Regions from separate parts of the Bombyx mori genome. Here region 2 is linked to region 1. The links are chromatin contacts, called in public Hi-C maps. All regions are on one chromosome and are shown on one strand. Each heading gives the region's core, a stretch centred on a gene start, on an enhancer-like site or on the middle of the called end of the contact. The rest is flanking DNA. Distances are from core to core; before and after follow the strand shown. Region 1 overlaps LOC101740927. Region 2 overlaps LOC101740927.

Region 1 (5,300 bases), core at 966-3,465:
AGACTCAACGATCTGCATATCTCCACAGCCCTGACCCATATAGCAATGTAAAAAAATTGAAGTACCTACCTCAGCGATTCAAGCGTATGTTTACAAATCAACAGTCTAGATATTGCGTTGTTTATCGAAGATTCGCGGACGATGCAATAGGTATCTGCTACGTAATCATGACCTCCGCCCGATATCACGTGAACTCGAGTTAAAAATAATAAATGATGTCGACCATACAAAGTCATAACTCTTATCGTACGGTCGTACGTTGTAAACAGTTTTAATAAATACCTACGTTAATTAACAGAATGGAATATTAAGCATTATTTGTTTAAGCTTACGCTGGTAAGCGACTTTAAGCATGACTGGCATCAATCGACAATTATTAGTATTATTATTTTATTGCTTAGATGGGTGGGCGAGCTCACAGCCCAACTGGTGTTAAGTGGTTACTGGAGCCCATAGACATATACGACGCAAATGCGCCACCCACCTTGAGATATCAGTTCTAATGTCTCAAGTATAGTTACAACGGCTGCCCCACCCTTCAAACCGAAACGCATTACTGCTTCACGGTAGAAATAGGCAGGGTGGTGATACCGGACTTACAACAGGTCCTACCACCAGTAAAATTGTGAAACGTGTTCTTAAATTTCTCATTTTTTCTAACTCAAACGGAAAAAATTTTGCTCTGTTTGATAGCTTGGAGGGGGCTATGTGGAATGGCGATTAAAAATGCTCACAGATGACGAATCGACCTAGACAGGTTATGCTTCCAAATAATGACGCTGTGGAAATCTTTGGATGAGGCATCACTGAATATAGGATTAATATCATGATAGTAATGATTTTGGCACATGTTCAGTCTAATCAGCAAATCAAATGGAATGAGATACTGATCGGTAAGGAGAGAAAGAGGAACTTAATAAAATGGAGTGTAGCACCACCGTTTACACCATAGAAGAACGTTCAATTTTGTTGTTGATTTGGGGCATACACAAACAATATTGTAATGAATACTAGCGTTCGATATTATTGAATTTTTCAGAAAAAATATTGAGAATGCATTCTAATGCATCCGTTTATACATTATTATTAGGTGCAATTGTTTCAAAAAATGAAAATGTGGTCGTTTACACCAGCGTAAAATCATAATTGAAAAAAAAACCTTGATGTGTACTACCGTACCGTTATTGGGAATTAGGAAAATTGTAAACTTATTTTGAAAAATTTCGATTCTTGATTCTGGTTTTTATCGTGCTTCTTCTGTTTTATGATACAATACAAACAATCCTCTGCTTCTCTGTTGTTATTAGAGTATAGCAAGAGTTCGTATTTAAACGGAGTATTGGGCCAGTAATATGAAAAATCTCACAGGAAGTTGCTATTTCGAGACAAATTTCCAGCACTTTCAGACTGTTTACTCTGTCTTCTGATATTTACTGGAAATTCAACGATTAGACATTTAAGTGCTCTTTGTGTTCACGCGAAATCGTGAAAAACAAAATTATCTTATCTCAAATTCTTTCACAATCGCACTGCATGAAATCAAACACACAATTTATTTAGATAATGCTTCTTTATCTGATACGAACTGTTCTGAATACCGGTCCGTAACTTGAAAATTTCGATAACAATGATAGTATTCGTTTTTAATAATGCATTGACGCAAACAGTCGTAATCTTTACCTAATCTTATCGCTGAGACGATGCAGCATAATCCTGTTTTGTACATGACAATAACTGATCAAAACGAGCTTAGTGATAGGATTTTTTGCCTAGTGTTTTTCATAAATAAGATGTTTCAAGACAATCGTTGCCGATAGTATTAATAAGGCAAATTTTAACTGACAACCAATTTAGAATATCGGTATTCTTATTGTTCGTCTTGTTAAAACTTTACTAGCGTCCTGAATATTTAATATTTAGTAAAAGTCTGAACATTTCCGAGCCATTTCATTTGTATCCATACATCTCTATTCATGGATAGAATCCCCATGGCCTGCGATCCACGTTTTTGCGTGTGCTTCATCATGTAAGAAAATATGTTTCTCCAAATCGTGCAAAACCGCGTGAACGCCGAGCAACTCCACACAAAATAATCGATTTACCTAAACACGCATGAAAAATACCGATAAAAACAGTATTTTAATATATGTACGTATGTATAAAAGCAGTGTTGATAAGGCTGGTGTTCGGTGGAGCTCGACAAACAACTGATAAGGCGATATCACAGTTATCGCAGCACGATAATAGTTGACATCCATACGTGCACGCTCGTAGAGGAATTATTTACAGGATTTTTCATTAGAATTTTATCCGCTTGAGGTAAAGCTTTATTGGATTCCGATTTGGCATATATAATAAGCTACTAAGCAAGCCAATGCTGTAGTAACGTTACCAAATCCCAGGAATACATTATTAGGAAAAATGCACTGACCCGTTGTTTGGAGAACTTTAGCACCTTCTAGCTTTTTTAAAGTGTAATCACCGCGTTTTCGACTAGTTGCCTGTTTCTCAGCGTATTGTGAGAAGCACAGGCTTAGTAGCAATTTCAAAGAACTATGTAAAGTTATATAAAACACCTTCAAGGTAACAAACAAAATCCTAAATATCGTGCCTAAGATTCTTGACAAAAATGTCAGTTAGACAACTAATACTACTACTAATAAATCGAAAAAACTTTTAATCGACTTCAGTGCAGAATATTTTATCAAGTACGTATTATTACATGTAGCTTTATGCCTCTTGGTGGGGAATCGACTGAGGAGGGAAAGGCAAAAATACTTTTATTGGTTGTAATAATTGAAAACTATTCCGGATTGCTTTTTACTTGTTATGACGGATTTTGTCAGTTTTACCAAAGATGGGTGTTTAATTCCCTTTATATCAAAGCCATTTCTCATTAGTTATTAATAAAGCAAAGCTATCTATTTGATTACATTACTCTTCTAACTAAATTAAATCATTTCTACTCCAACAAAAACCTCCTCTTACAAACCGTGTTCACTGCAATAGCTAAAAATACCGTCTCCGTAATTATCTTTACCTTATTATTACTGAACGTTGCATTTAACGTAAATTCGTGTTCAGAGCTGTTTCAACACCATCCGATGTATCATATGAGGAAATAATGCTGCAATATTACTCATTTTAAAGAAGTCGTCATCAGAACTATTAAAATATTATAATTATCATTTCGTAATGAGTTTTGTGAAACACACGAATATGTGTTGTTGTTCAATTGGTCGAAAGTCGTTATTAATAAAAACAAACCTAATAATTACTTTGTAAAGTGAAACAGCATTTTTTTTGCATAGATGGGCAGACAACATGCTCATGTTCCACCTTTGATTTTATCTATATTCCTCCCATAGATATCACTAATGCCGCCACCCTTTAGTCACGACAGATCTATCCCTTAAACCGAAACGCATTTTTTTTTATTGCCCTTGTAGGCAGACGAGCATACGGCCCACCTGATGGTGAGTGGTTACCGTCGCCCATGGACTTCAGCAATGCCAGGGCAGAGCCAAGCCGCTGCCTACCGCAAATTTGCTAATTGCTTCGAATAAGAAATATGTATGGTGGTGTACCTACTGATGTGGATCAACATTGTCATTCAACTAGTAAGTTATTCAAGACTATTTTACAATACAAAGGAGAGCACTTTCACCGCGAATAGGTCTTTAGAAGACAATGTAGCATATGGTTCGGTTTTCTTGTAGACCTTCAAGATTGGCTCCACTACGAACTCGGAGTCGGGCTGAGTCGAAGAAAGGTTAGGACCCCGCCATTCAGTCTATGTGATTGAGATAACAAAATACGAATCTTTGCGAAGAATTTTAACCTTTTTGACACTCAGCCAAAGTACACGGCATAGTGTCAGGTCACGCATGAAATTCTGAGTCGTAAATATCTGGAGTGGTGATTGATGAGTTCTAGCCGGCGTCATGTAAACTCATGTGACGTTCATTATGTAATGGTGTTAAGTGTATGGCGTTCTAGACTAATCACGACAACTTCAATCGTTGTTGTTCTATGGGTACACTGTCGAAAAAGCTCATATTTTAGTTTTTAGTTGGCATCGGCTCGGCGGAGGGTATCCACGAGGTACACTGACTGACCTTTAGGTTGGCCGGGTCTATAAAGGCAAAAAAATTGTCATATGATTCCTTCAATAATGAAGTACCGCTTCGTCAGAGCTGAAGACATAGTCGCATTAGAATAATGGTTAACTCGTGTTCCGAACCATAACGCGTGCTTATTTTGCGGCAGAAATAGACAGAATAATAACTCGTGCAAGCCACAAAAGAATACCACGGGTATTCAAGATAGGAATTACGGAAACATATCCTGTGGTGACGAATGATGAGGAGTAGTTTATGGTAGATTGTGGACTGGCATGCAAGTGTCTTCTGAATGGCGGCTACATAGACACAACATATTTACATTATACGTAATCTTCAGGCCTAATACATTTCATAATCTAAGTCGCTGTGCTTGAATGTAAGTTGCAGCTCTTGATCAGGATGAAGTCCAACAAGTGATAAGTAGGTGCTCTTAGTCCTGACTTAAATAAACCCAATACCATTTGCTTTTTAAAGGCCTTAAGTCAGCTTTAACTATTAGGGACACCACATTGCGCTTACTGACTGATGGTCTCAGCACAAGATATCATCTGTCTTCATAGTTTTTGCGTCTTAAAATTATGTTTTTACATGTTTTTCAAACGAAGTCTGCGGAAAGTACTGAGTGGTAGACAGCAGCTTTCCTGTGTCCCTCGTATTGCTGAAGACCATGAGCGACAGTAACCACTCACCATGAGGTGAGCTGTTTGCTTATCTGCCTATAAAGGCAACAAAGAAAAACAAAGACCTGATCAATACTTTCCAAAACAAATAATTGAACAAGCGCTCGACTGGGCGCTTTTGTAATCTGCAATGCAACATACCTACATGACGAGTAGAAACGTAGTGTCATTGTAACGCTTCCGAATTCCAAAGCAATTCAGAAGCTCGACCTCAGATCACAAGCACCCACTGCACTTATCGTAAGAAAATTTTAATTACAATCAATTATATCGTGCTTACCGAGTTTCGTAATTGAGTGAACATAGATAATTCCCGTCTGAATTATGTTTTTGTAAACATTCATAATGTAACATACACTTACTTCGATAACAAAACTATAAAACAGTTGTGAAAATACAAACACGTGCGTTCAACATTATTTTGCATGTAACGCATATCATATAATTTTGCGTTTAACATTTTAGCTTTTTTTTTTACGTACGCTCTCAGTTTAGC
Region 2 (5,300 bases), core at 1,299-3,798, 59 kb before region 1:
TTACTGCTTCACGGCGGAAATAGCTTTCTTGTTAAGTATCTCCGGTTATCGGGATAATGCATCGCGGGGACCACGTAGGGGTTTCGGCTCTCGGCCTCAAAAAAAAAAGCGACATTCTGAAGTTTGATCGGTACCTTAAAAATATCCTTTGCCTTTTGCGACGTGCTTGGAGATAGTATGTAATAATAAACTTAAAGAAAATTTGTTTTGTTTCAATATACATACATGCTTTTATTAGATTCGATATGGTTGTGGTTAATAATAGGTCAAGCGATATGCGATTGTAGCAATCTAAACTGCGAACTATTCTGTGTGTATGCAATTTATTTTTATTAGTTTAGAGACCGTGGTAAGAGATCGTAATGCTTTTTGCCCCCTACCACGTATCATTTGCTATATAAAATCTGTTTGTATAATATCTATCTATCTAACGGGATATTGTAACGTAATTTTTAGTAACTTCACGGCGTCCGATTAACTTGAAAATGTATCATGGACTGATGACAAAACGATATTTCTTTAGTTCTTATATCCTGGCCATGTTAACCAAATTATAAAAATATTATTTTAATTTTTGGTTCGGCTAACTATTTAATCGTGTCTCTTAAGTCTTCAGGTATCTTTTTTAACAATTTTTCTAATGAAATATGTACTTCACAAATGTTCACGATTGACTTCCACGATGAAGGAATAACGTCGTTTAATAAAACCATCAAACCCGAAAAATTACAATTTACGTAATTACTGGTGCTAGGACGTCTTGTGAGACCGCACGGGTAGGTACCACCGCCCTGCCTATTTCAGGGTCGAAGCAGTAATGCGTTTCGGTTTGAAGGGTCGGGTAGCTATTGTACTGTACTGTTAAAACTGAGACCCTAGAAGTCATGTCCCAAGTTGGGTGGGTGGGTGTCGGCATTTGATAGATATATGATGAATATGGGCTCCGGTAACTACTTAACAGACGTGGGCCGTGAGCTCATTCATACAACTAATAAATAAATAAATAAAATTCCCTCTAGGGAGATAACGGCTTTATGTTGTGGTCTCGTTTCCTCATCTCCAATAGTTAAAAACAGTATGAATACCTTTAAGCACACAGCAATTGGTGTTGCTTTTTCAACGGTTGCTAATATAAAGAATTGAAAAATATATATACCTATGTATCCAGTGTACAAGTTTGCCAAAGGTACAAGCAAAAGAGAAAGGTATGTAGTCGAAGGTATGCGCGGCTCGGAGCAGGTTCCTGAATCAAGTTTAGCAGTTCGACTTGTATTAACTGCTTTTTCCAGTTATGCGCACTAGCTCTAATACGAACTTGAGTGCGACTGTAATGTATCAGAGGTGCATTCGCAGGTTGACCGTATCGAAGAACGTTTTACAGAAAAACTAATGACTAAAATATCTGCACAGATTTCTTTTTAAGAAAAACAAAAAGCTTGCATACGTATCTTATACCTTTAAACGAGCAATTCTTGTATATTAATTATAAATATATAATCTGAATCTCGGAAACGGCTCCAACGATTTTCATAAAATTTAGTATACAGGGGATTTCGGGCGCGATAAATCGATCTAGCTACGATTTATTTTCAGAAAATGTTGTTTTATTCGTGATTTCAATAGTCAACTCTTCCCGACATTTATTGGCGCCTAATAATACTATTTTTCTTAGTTGAGGGCAACTAACCGCTTTAAAGAGACAAGATGGCGTTATCAAAAAAAAAACCGAGCAAAGCTCGGTCATCATCCAGTAAATAATCAAACACCACCGTAGAAACTCGAAATTGGATAATGAAACGGTCTGGAAACTGGAAATACAAATGAACAAGTACACTCAAACTTCGAATATCAAAACTTAGTCTTTAGCATAGAATAGCCGTCACGAAAATATTGACTTCGACCGGGATGCCGAACTCTGTGGGCTAATAGATAAGCTGAACCCGAACAAGGAGGCGATCAGCTATGCTAAAATTACAATTGTATGTAGTATGTGTGTTACTCGATCACGCAAAAATAATTGAACGCATCGGGTCGCAATTTCTTACAAAGTTAGTTTCTAATCAAAGGATACTTTTTATCATGGTAAACGGCATCATTCGGGAATACCAAGTATATCTATACTAATATTGTAAAGCTGAAGATTTTGTTTATGTGGGCCAGAGAGTGTCACAAGAAACTTTTTATTCCTGGTTTTTTTTTGTAATTGAAGGATTACTGGTGGTTTGGAGGCCAGGCGGGAAGGATAATGTTAACGAGTCCCATTTATTCTGAATTACATAATTAACCCAAATGAAACAGCGGAGTACGTCTAGTTAGTTTAATAAAGTTGTTTTAAATGTTAAGTACATATCAGTTGTGTTCTTGTATAACTAAAAAATCATCTATGACGTCTCTGACCAAACAACTTAATGTTTTTTTTAATAATAGCGGTTTCTCTCGACCTTAACTGGGCTTCTTATTTCACTAACTTAGGATCATAAAAATGTAGTAACGCTTTTAAGCATTCGTAAACGTTATATCATCGCATACAAATACAAAATGATATCATGGTTACATAAAAACTATATCTGGCTGACGTCACAGAATATTATGTTCGCCTCTGTCAATGCTATAATAACAGTAAACTGATTTTATTTTAAATCTCATTATAGTCGAATTGTTTTCGTAACACCCATCAAAGGTCGTTGACTATGGCTTTAATGTGTATAAGAAGAAAAACCATTTATTTCCGGTCGGACCGGTATTTTTATAAGCGTTTTTAAGATTTCCAATATACATTTCGGTTCCGTTGATAAGTGGCTTTAAGTTTTTAGTATCGATTCGTTGGCGGCGTAGAGAAGTGGAAGTCTTCGATGCACAGTGTCTGTCATACCAGATTTGGTGTATAAATACTCTTTAATTATATGAACACTTTGAATCAACCAGCAATGTATATCGACGCTTGAAAAGCAAACGTGACTAAGCGACAATGCGTGAACTTTACAGTAGACTAATTTAAAGTTGAAATACCTGAAAACAAAATTTATTTTAACGAATCCACCTGTAGTAGAATCTAGCTAGTAGCTGTAGGATTGAAATGATTTTAATAGATCTAGAATATTTTTTTTTTTGCGTATCGAATATGATTTATGTACAAATCAGTTGCTTAGTCACTTTTTCCTTTCAAGCGTCGATATGTTCACCTATTTATAGCTCACGAAGCGGGTCCTACCGGAGCTCATAGAAACGTGAATACTCACTTTGAGACATGAGATCGAAGACTTAATTGTTTTAGATAACCTTAGGCCTGCTTAGGCCCTTGATACCAAAACACATGACAGCTTCGCGACAGAATGGTAAGATTAACCTTCCCGTGCTGGGTTATATCCGCCCATGCCGTCACCAAAAATAGGAAATAATATTGGAAAAAGTTGAGGAGATTAGAGATAAAAGATTTTAATACACAGCATACAGAGCTGGTTGGATCACATGGCCATATCACTTAATGAATAGCTGGTAAGAATGTTATTATTTTAGGATCTTCTGACTTTAAAGTGTTAGTGGAAATCGTAAAAGTATTAGCACCTTCACGATGAAGTCAGGGTCGCGTTCTTGTATCACCTTAATTACACTTTATGAAGAGCATTTTCAAGTACCTACACAATAACAAAGTTATAAACTACTAATTAAAGTGCGCTCGAACTACCATGCAGTTTTGTTGTTCGGTAAATTTTGTTAAACTTCGGTAATAGCACTCCATTATAAATTTATTGGTAAATGGAGTCTCTATAATTGGTCATGGAAGTTTGATTCAATCAATTTTGAAGCATCAGACAGTTTAGTTCGGCTGTCTAGAAGCTTTAAATAACCGATATTGTTATGAAAATCTTCTGGTCTCACATAAGATACAGTTTTATTGACTATGTCCCGGTTGAGGCTTTGGACATGTTAACAATACGGTGTACTTCTTGTGGTGTCTGTGAGCTTCGGTAACCACTAATGATGTTCTTTACTCTAAAGAAATAAACAAAGTATTGAACAGAACGATTGCATTTTTGTGTGAAAGAACATTCGATGTATTTATGAAATTACATTTGAAGGTTTTGTGGGTGATAAGCAATCGCTAAGTTAGTTACTTTGTTGTGGATGCGTCGCGCTTTGAGGCTAGCACAATGACGTGATGCAACCCATTCGAATCAGGGTTGACACGTTTCATAATTTTGGTAAAACCAAAATTTTTGGATGTTTCATTTCTGTTGTGCACACGACAGACACATGAAGATTTTGTTTTCGTTGATGCTTCATCTATCTAATAATGGATACATATAACAATGCTGGAGTTGTATTTTTAACAATGATCTTTTTAGTTAGTGCACCTTTACTGCTTTAAAAAAAGTAACCAATTTGATTTCGAGTTTTAATAGAGCGAAAAACAGAGCTTTTCTTTGTTTTCGTCCTAAAAAAATTACTGATAGAAATTGGCAACCCTAACAGGCGGTGAGGTCGTCGACACCGATGCGTCGTGACGCAAACAGCAACTTTCTAATAGCCGACGTCAGCGCACAGACATTTTGGTTAAGGCCGGTCGCCGCACCGTGCCTTCACTGCACGGGCTGGCCCATGAAACATGAGGACGTTGATCCCTAATCTTATGGCTATTTTCGATCGTACCTTAATAATAGTCACAGCCAGAACCATACAATTACTTATAATTACGATTCTGAAAAGTAACTTAGATAGGAATTATAAAAATAACTATTCCTCAGTAGAAGGTATATGATAATCGGAACGTGTTGTAACTGTAGTTGTACCAGCTACGTTGATGCTGCAACGCAAATATTTACACCCATCTTAAGATGAACTAGAGCAATAAAAATTTATGACAAATTGGGTTTCATTTATTATTCTATTGGGCATACATATTTATTATTCTAGCCATATAGCGGGAAGGAGAAAAGAAAATGCCCTTGTGGCATCGGAATAAGAAGCAATGAATATCAAACAGTAGGTCGAATAATTATTGGCGTTTCCGGAGCATTGTGTTGTTCAACTTGGTCTTTTTGACAAGTGACTGATCTTTTGTTTTACATTGCGTGCTTAAAACTGAATCGCATAAATAAAACGTTTAACTATCTAGACCTAAAGAGCTTTACGTGCCAGCCAACGCCGATGTAGAAAAGAAACTTATTATCTAAATTTGGATAGCAACGGACCTTAATAGTAGAACTTCACCGCATGTCTTGAGTACACGGATATTCGAAACCATAGGTTGTTGCTCTCTAATGGTTATTTCCGTAAAGGATTTATTGATACTCGTCAAA

The links. A called contact is a pair of places that touch in the nucleus more often than the background predicts.
Region 2: a contact with region 1 is called in a Hi-C map of whole pupa, with 3 times the contacts expected there. The contact joins two enhancer-like sites. A contact is called at or near these places in 2 of 7 Hi-C or Micro-C datasets (midgut and whole pupa).

The regions. Positions count from the first base shown.
Region 1 is chr18:13,169,731-13,175,030 of ASM3026992v2, reverse strand. The region is part of intron 3 of LOC101740927; the gene reads left to right. Among protein-coding and RNA genes, the nearest start is that of LOC101737357, 28 kb to the right of the region's middle. Within about 2 kb of position 2,215, at least 4 of the 8 cell types and tissues checked have open chromatin away from gene starts, as enhancers often do.
Region 2 is chr18:13,228,794-13,234,093 of ASM3026992v2, reverse strand. The region is part of intron 3 of LOC101740927; the gene reads left to right. Among protein-coding and RNA genes, the nearest start is that of TRNAT-CGU, 31 kb to the left of the region's middle. Within about 2 kb of position 2,548, at least 1 of the 8 cell types and tissues checked has open chromatin away from gene starts, as enhancers often do.